2 separate regions of the Mus musculus genome follow, and region 2 is linked to region 1. A link is a contact called in public promoter capture Hi-C data. All regions are on one chromosome and are shown on one strand. Each heading gives the region's core, a stretch centred on a gene start, on an enhancer-like site or on the middle of the called end of the contact. The rest is flanking DNA. Distances are from core to core; before and after follow the strand shown.

Evidence for each region. Promoter capture Hi-C pulls out the DNA fragments that hold promoters and counts their contacts.
Region 2: a contact with region 1 is called in a promoter capture Hi-C map of pre-B cells, with 2.2 times the contacts expected there. The contact joins the promoter of Ramac here to the promoter of Man2a2 in region 1. A contact is called at or near these places in 2 of 39 promoter capture datasets (liver and pre-B cells).

Annotation. Positions count from the first base shown.
Region 1 is chr7:80,369,077-80,373,026 of GRCm38.p6, forward strand. Man2a2 (mannosidase 2, alpha 2) reads right to left here and starts at 2,299. Exons shown (of 24, transcript NM_172903.4): 1 at 2,026-2,299; 2 at 1,656-1,853; 3 at 517-669. The coding sequence starts at 648.
Region 2 is chr7:81,761,055-81,764,831 of GRCm38.p6, forward strand. Ramac (RNA guanine-7 methyltransferase activating subunit) reads left to right here and starts at 1,899. Exons shown (of 3, transcript NM_025997.2): 1 at 1,899-2,002.

The DNA of each region.
Region 1 (3,950 bases), core at 1,049-3,548:
GCGACCTACATGTTCCTCCTGTCTCAAGCACGGTGCTGAGGAGGACTGCGTTCAGCTTAATGGAAAAGCAATACGGTGGTCAATCAGCAGTGTCTGCCAGAAACTTAAGTCAGGCTATTATTACACAAGGCAAATTTCTTGTTCCCCTCCTCCCCCTTCTCCTCCTCCTCTTCCTCCTTCTCCTCCTCCTCCTCTCCCTCCTCCTTCAGCATTGCTGCTTTTCACTTCCTGTTACAGCCAGGAGCATAGCTCCGTGGTAGAGCATGTGTTTAGCATGCGCCAGTCCTTGGGCATCCATCTCCACAAGAAAGACAAATCTGCCTAGGAATGTCCCTGGGCTACAGCTACATAACTCAGTTGTAGATCGTTAGTGTTATATGCACGCATGCCCATGAGGAGGCTCTAGGTCCAATCTCTAAGACAATGGGGGTGGGGGGGTGCTCTTGTCCTGTGCTGACAAGACTCTCCTGAGCCCAGGTGACTTGCATTTGAAGAAGAGAACAAGGTGTGACTCACCCTGGGGAAGTTCCCACCATTCTGGTGTCTGGCAGGATCATGCTGCACTCGGTCCAGCATAAGGTACAGAGAAAAGACGGCCACACAGAAGATAGCAGCCCCACACACCGTCACCTGCTTTTTCAGCTTCATACTGACCCAGGAGGCACGTTCCTGGCAGGAGAGACACCACCTGTAGTTCTGGCATGCAAAACCCTTCTGTTGGTGTTCCTAACAAACGCTCTGTGGACTCCCAAGGAGAACCAACCTACTTGCTTGACTCTGGGTAAAAAAGCAAGTAAGCTTTCAAGTACCAAATCTTGGTTATGACTCCCAACACACAAGTAGCACATATATTTGGGGCTGGTCCTGTAGGAGAGGAGTTCTGATTCCCCTCAGCCCAAGCTATAGAAACCAGGATGTGGAGTGTGGGGGTGCAGTAGGTAAAGAGGCACTTGCAGGCAAGCCTGACAACCAAAGCGATTCATTTGATTCATATGGTGGAAGGTGAAAACCAACTACCACAAATTGTCCTCTGATTGCCGCATGTTTTCTGTGACGTACATGCACATAAATAAATGTAACACATTACAAACAAACAAACAGGGATAACAGAGCCCCAACTCTGACCCACACTTCATTACACAACCACTGATTGCAAACAGCTTGCTCAGGACTCTGAGAAGGCTCTCCCAAGCCACGTGTTTCCTCCCTTCAGATGTATACATAAATACAAGAGGTTTTATTTTGTTTGATTTAGGGGTACAATCACCAGCTGGAGAGACAGACAACCCCCCCACACACACACACTCACACCCTGCCTCCCCTGTGACCTCCTGGGGCTGACTGGAACTCAGCAGAAACAGTGCCTGGCCCAGATCCTATCTCAGAGAATACAGAATGGATTTCTTTTAAGAGAAAAAGAAATGCCCATGTTTCTAACGCAACCCAGTTCTAGGATTGTCCCCATCAGTACTGATTCCTGCTGTGCAAAACTTCCAGTCCTGGCTTCCAGAGTGCTTTAAAGGGACTCTTAGGAAGCTAGCGGCGAGACTGATAAAGTCCCCAGGGTAGCGGAAGCCAGGCACAGCGGCTCCGAAACGGGGCAACTCGAGACGACCCACAGTGCCTGCCGCCACCGCCCGCGAGTCCCCACTTGCCTGCCGGAGGAGGGAGGACGCTAGCTGCTGAACGCGCGTGGGCGGGACCGCTCTCTGGAGTCTGCTCTTCGGGCCCTGGTGCTGAAAAGCTCAGTCACCTCAGCCTGCGTCCTACTTAATGCGATCTGATTCCGCTCAGGAGCCTCCGGGCAATATTTTTAGTCCCTGGAGATTGGGTCCGGGCCAAAGAGGGCGGAGCTAGGGAGCAGGAGCTGGGTCACCGTGGGGCAATTACCTGCCGAGATGTAACCCCCCTCCTCCGGCCCGCCCAGCCCCCCTCCGGCCCTCGGGGCTCAACCGGCACCCGGGGGCCGCAACGCTCGCGGCCTGCAGGCTGGAGTCCTCGCCCACGCCCCGCCTGGCCCGTTACCGTACGCGGCCGGCCTCCGCGCCGCTCGGGACCCGGCCGGCCGAGCCGCCACTGCTCGCATCCCGGGGGACCGCGGCCCGCGCGCGGGCAGTTGCGCAGGCTAAGAGGGACGCCTGGCCACCCACCGCCCCTGCTCGGCCCCGCAGCCGCGCTCCCGCGGGGGCCAGGGCCGCTGCGCGCTCCCTGCGCTCGCCCCGCGCCTGTGCTCCCGCGCTCCCGCCTCCACGGGGCCGAGCGGTGCGCCCGGCAGGAGGAGGGGCGCGGGGGACCGCGCGCAGCGTCCCCTAGTGCCGGGTCCCGCCGCTGCCTCGCCCCCCGCCGGGTTCCGCAGCGCCCCCTGGCACCCGACTCGGTCGCCTCCCGCTGGGTCGGTGCCGGGGTCCGCTATGGCTGCGGGGCGGCTGTGCGCAGCCGTTGACCCGGCAGGGCGGGAGTGGCGGAACCCCAGCAAGGTCGCGCCACTGTTTCTTGTTGTGTTTTTGTTTTTTTTGTTTTTGTTTTTGTTTTTTCTCTTGGTCTTCCAAGAGTAAGATTTAGGCAGGAGCAGAAAGGGCAAAACCGTGCGGTGCTTCGTGGCCTCCCTGCCTGGCTCAATAGTGATGTTTCTTAGTCAAAGGAATAGTGCCTCCCTCTAGGTTTTGTGAGTTCCGGGTGGCTCTGGGTTTCCTGACACTAAGGGCGAAATGCATATCATCCGGTTAAAGGTTTATTGAGCATCCATGTTTCCAATTTACAGCGTAAGATACCATACTGCAATGAACATCTCCACAAATTCCACACTTTTCTTCCTTTTAAGATTAATATTTGGATGGATGTAGGAGCCCGTGCTTAGTCCCAGCACCTGGAAGGCAGAGGCAGGGAGATCTCTGAATTCGAGGCCAGTCTGTTTTACATTTTGAGTTCCGGGACAGCCATAGCTACTTGGGGGGGGGGGGGGGGGAGATTGCTTGCTAGATCGTAGTGGCACACACCTATAAATCCTCCTGTCTCAGATTGACACAAATTCGAAGCTATCTTGGACTACACATTTGCAATCCTGTTTCAAAAGAAAAAAAGATTGCTAAAATTACTGCCTGAAACTGAGCTGGCCCACTAAAAGTCCAGCTCTTGGGAAGTTGAGGCTAGAGGATCCCAGCAAACGGACACTAGCCTGGACTACGTAGCAAAACAAATATTACTCTCTGTTGTAGACTACCCCTAACCCCAGGTTCACATCTTGAAGTTCTGTCCCCAGATTTGACCATATCGGGAGGTGGGGCTTTGATAAGATTAAGATTAGCTCATGAAGGCAGAGCCCTTAGAAAGCAGATTATCCTGTCCTTATAAAAACATCCCAGAACCCAGGTCCTCAGCAGTCAAGAAACAGAGATAAGGCAGATCTTGGTGAGTCCCAGGCCAGCCTGGGCAGCATGGTGAGACCCTGTCTCAAAATAAAAATAATAGCAACCCAGAAGCCAGTGAGGTGGCTCAGTGGGTAAAGATGCCACCAAGCCTGATGACCTGAGTGTGATCTTCAGAGTCCACGTGGTGGAAGGAAAGACTCCTCTGATCTCCTACATATGTGCCACAGTGACTGCAAACACACACACACCACACACACACACAGAGAGAGAGAGAGAGAGAGAGAGAGAGAGAGAGAGAGAGAGAGAGAGAGAGAGAGAAGGAATCAAGCAGTTTGTAACTACAGTGGCCTCCAAGAAGGAAGAGAGCCTACATGCTACGGAAACAGGAAAAAGGGGTGGGGGAGCTGGACAGGTGGCTCAGTGGTTAGAGCACTGGCTGTTCTTCCAGAGGTCCCCAGTTCAATTTCCAGCAACCACACGGTGGCTCACAACCATCTGTAATGGAATCCAAGACCCTTTTCTAGTGTGCATGAAGACAGCTAAAGTGTATTCATATAAATAAATAAAAACTTAATTTTTTTA
Region 2 (3,777 bases), core at 649-3,148, 1.4 Mb after region 1:
GAAGAAAATACCTAGTAAAAATAAATAAATTAGAAAAAAGACTATTTATAAACATGTAATTCTGTTATGCAGTGGTTATCACACATAGCATTGCTACTTTATGATGAACTATTAAACCAGGGAATTTTTTTAAAGACAGTCTCATGTAGCTGAGGGTGACCTTGAACCCATCATCCCCCTCCACCGCCCTAGGGTTGGGTGTCCATCACCACTGTGCTCTTTATCACTTCGTGCTCTTAACTAGTTCAATCAAATGGAACTGAAAGTCCTCCAGTGCCAACTCTGAGGCCCGAAGAAGTGGATTCGTCTCCGTTTTCCACGCCTGTTCGTCTTCCATCGCCTATTTAGTAATGACTGTTTCTGTGACCTGCATCCCCACATCAGCACTGGCCTATTTTTGTTACATTGGTGTTTCTAAACTATGGCGTGGATAGTTTAGAACATAGTTCCACTGTTCATCCCACAAGTAGGTACCGAGTTATATACTAGTACTGAGTTATGTACGGTGTTATATACTAGTGTGATGTACAAATTAAAGGTGTGTATAAACAGGTAGAAAATGGTATTAACACATAAAGTTCTGAAGGTACTGTGGAACCCAGCAGAAGTAAAACTCATTCCCTGTAAAGTCTTAGAGAATGGATGTAATATCAATGTCAACATCTGGAGGTCGTGGTGGTGGTGAGGTGGTGGGGTGTGTGTGTGTAGGGGAGTGGCAATATTCTAAGCATAAGGGAACACTGGCAAGCTATAAAAACATAATGAGTATTCGTGAACTACTGCATTTGGTCTGCTTTACTGTGAGGGAATGAAAGAGAAATATCAGAAAATAGAATTTTGAATCCAAATTAAGATTGTTGGCCTTGGCAGCAAGGAGTTATTGAATATCTTGCATCCCAGTTGTGCTTGAATATGACTATAACTACGGCAGTTGTCTGGTGATATGCTGGTGAGGGGCAGTGACTTAGGAAGAAGGGCATCGGTGCTCTGTTCAGGGAGTGTAGAGAGAACTTGGATGAGGAGTCAGTGGGGATGGGAATGGATGAAAACCAGAGTCACAAGGACCAAATAACAGAACGAGACATCTGACCAGGGCGTGGAAAGAAAAGGTATTCTTTTTTTAGCTTTATTTTATTTATGAGTACACTATAGTTGTTTCCAGACACACCAGAAGAGGGCATCAGATCCCATTACAGATGGCTGTGAGCCACCATGTGGTTGCTGGGGATTGAACTCAGGGCTCCAAGAAGAGCAGTAAGTGTTCTTATCCTCTCCAGCCCTAAGGTATCCCATTTTGACACTAAACTTTCCAGGCTGATCGTATTCCCAAGAGGAGGGCAAGGTCCGGGGAGCAATCTGAGAAAAGTGGCTAGTCAACAGCTGGCATTGCCACACTTGCAAACAACCGAGAAGAGCGGAGACTTCGGGAGCGAGCGGAATACGGGCAGTGGAGGCGTGGGTTCGTCTCTGCAAACACACATAGACAACGGTGCGCAGGAGCCTTACTGCCCAGGCCGGCTAAGAACCGGGTGGGCATCGCCCAAGCAGAGCAGTCTCGTCTGCTCCTCCGCCCCGCCGCCCGGGCTCCGGCTTTGGGGTCTCCATTGACAAGCAGCCTTCCCTCCTAGTCCTACTCTCAGACTTCCCGTACCAGTGCACCAGGCACTGCCAGTTCGAGGGATTTTATACATGACGATATCCTCTCCCCGACGGTCACCAGGCACTGGCTGCGAATGACCGCACTGCCCACCATCGCCACTTTGCTCGACCCTGCGGAGCTTCCCTAGGGCCGCGCCAAGGTTCGAATGTGAGGGGCGTGGCGGGGGGGGAGGGGGAAGCGAGGATTTCTAGATCTCGAGAGACTTGGCACGAGACTCCGCCTTACACGCTCCGGAAGCGGAAGTCGGGTGGTTGAGGGATTCCTGAGCGTTTGTTTACCTTGGAGAGCCGGGTGGGGTGCGGCGGTGTGGACGCCCGAGGTCTCCAGTGCGTCCCATGAAGGGTGAGTACCGCACATGGCGGATGAATCTCCCACCCGGGGCGGCGGAGGTGATGGGGGCCTGGGGCCGGAAAGTGCGAGAGGCCGGAGGTCGCTGCCCCTCGGAGCCTCTTTCTCCGCAGCTCGGCTCCTGACGGCAGTTCTGGAAGGAGCCGCTTTGTCCCGGCCGTCGTCAGCCGCGCGTCGGCTGGCGGGCTGGGATGCGCAGTGGTTAGTCAGTCATCCTGCTCCGTGCTCGGGGCTCCGCTCTGGAGAGCAGCCGAGCCAGGGTCGGCCGACCGCAGGCAAAGCTCTGTGCGGTTCTCTATGTGGTGAGGAGGTTGGTGGGATCCAAGTGCCAGGAAGGCTGTCGGCCGCAGCGACAGAGAGCGCGCGGCCCCTGGTTGCCCGTGCCTGACCTAGCTTGTAGCTGGTGACGACCGAGGCGACGAGGGTCGTCGCCTCTCCGAGTTCCTCCGTGGAAGCTCGAGTTTCCTCGTAGGCTGCTAGGACTGAGATCCTTGGGTCTCTAATCCTGCCCACTCAGATCGAGACGTGTGTGTGCACAGCTCCTCTGCCCACGCACGCCTTTGCGGGGTGGGGAAGAATTGTCTGTCTGCGGGTTGTGTGTCTGTCTGTCTGCGGGTTGCGTGTGCTGGCGCCCGCAGAGGCCGGAAGAGGGCGTCTGTTCCCCTGGAGCTATATTACAGGCAGCTGAGAGCAGCGTGGGTGCTGCGATCTGATCTGTGGTCCATCGGAAGGGTAGTGAGCGCTCTCGACCACTGAGCTATCTCTCTGACACTTCCCTCATCTTTTGAGGTTTCTTCCAAGACCCCCTTCCCCCCAGCCGTATTTTCTTAATATTATTTATTCTATTATTTCTTTTATATGTTTATTATATAATTATATTTTATATATTATGTAATTGTGCTTTATGTGATTATTATACATATGTATTGTATATTTTTACATCATAATAACATTTTTCCCTTTCCTCCCTTTAGACCCTCCCTTTATCCCCTCAGCTCTTTCAAATTCATAGTCTCTTTAGTAATATGTAGATATATACAACCTGCTCAGTTCATATATTGTTACTTATGCGTGTGTTTTCGGGGCTAATCAAATATGGCATTAGAGAACCAGTTGGTGTGCTCTTCCCTTGAGAAGACTATTTCTCTTGCTCTCCGCATTCCTTGGTTGCCTGTAGTTCTTTGTTAAGGCCTCTTGACTTTTCCCTCTTCCACATTCTCTTGTCTTTTGGTAGTGTTGGCCTCAGCCCATATTTAATCAACCTAAACATTAAACAATATAGTTGTCTCAAATCCTTGGGTTAAGTAAAGCTTGCATTAAGGTTTTGTTTCAATTCCATTCTCATGAATAAGTATGAAGATACCTATGTGGTAGGGTATGGGGAAAATAGAATAAATTGTGCCTTTTCCTTGCCTTGTGAATGTCTGTCTTAATTGGGAATGGGGCATTCTTCTAGTGGCTTCTGTGGGTAGTTTGGAATTGTGGACACTTTTAATTAGTTGGGAGTTTTCCTTGTCTTATTTTGAGACAGTGTCTCTCTACATCGCTCTGGCTGTCCTGGAACATACTCTATAGACCAGCCTAGCCTCAGACTCACAGAAATCCACCTGACTCTTCCTCCCAAGTGCTGGGATGAAAGGCATGTGTCACTACCCTCAACCTAGTTGGATTTATTCTAAACTCATTTGGTTTTTGGTATTTAATACTAGTTTGCCAATACCAGGCACAAGGAGGTGTAATAAATAAGGTAGAAGTTAAGTAGTAGCCTG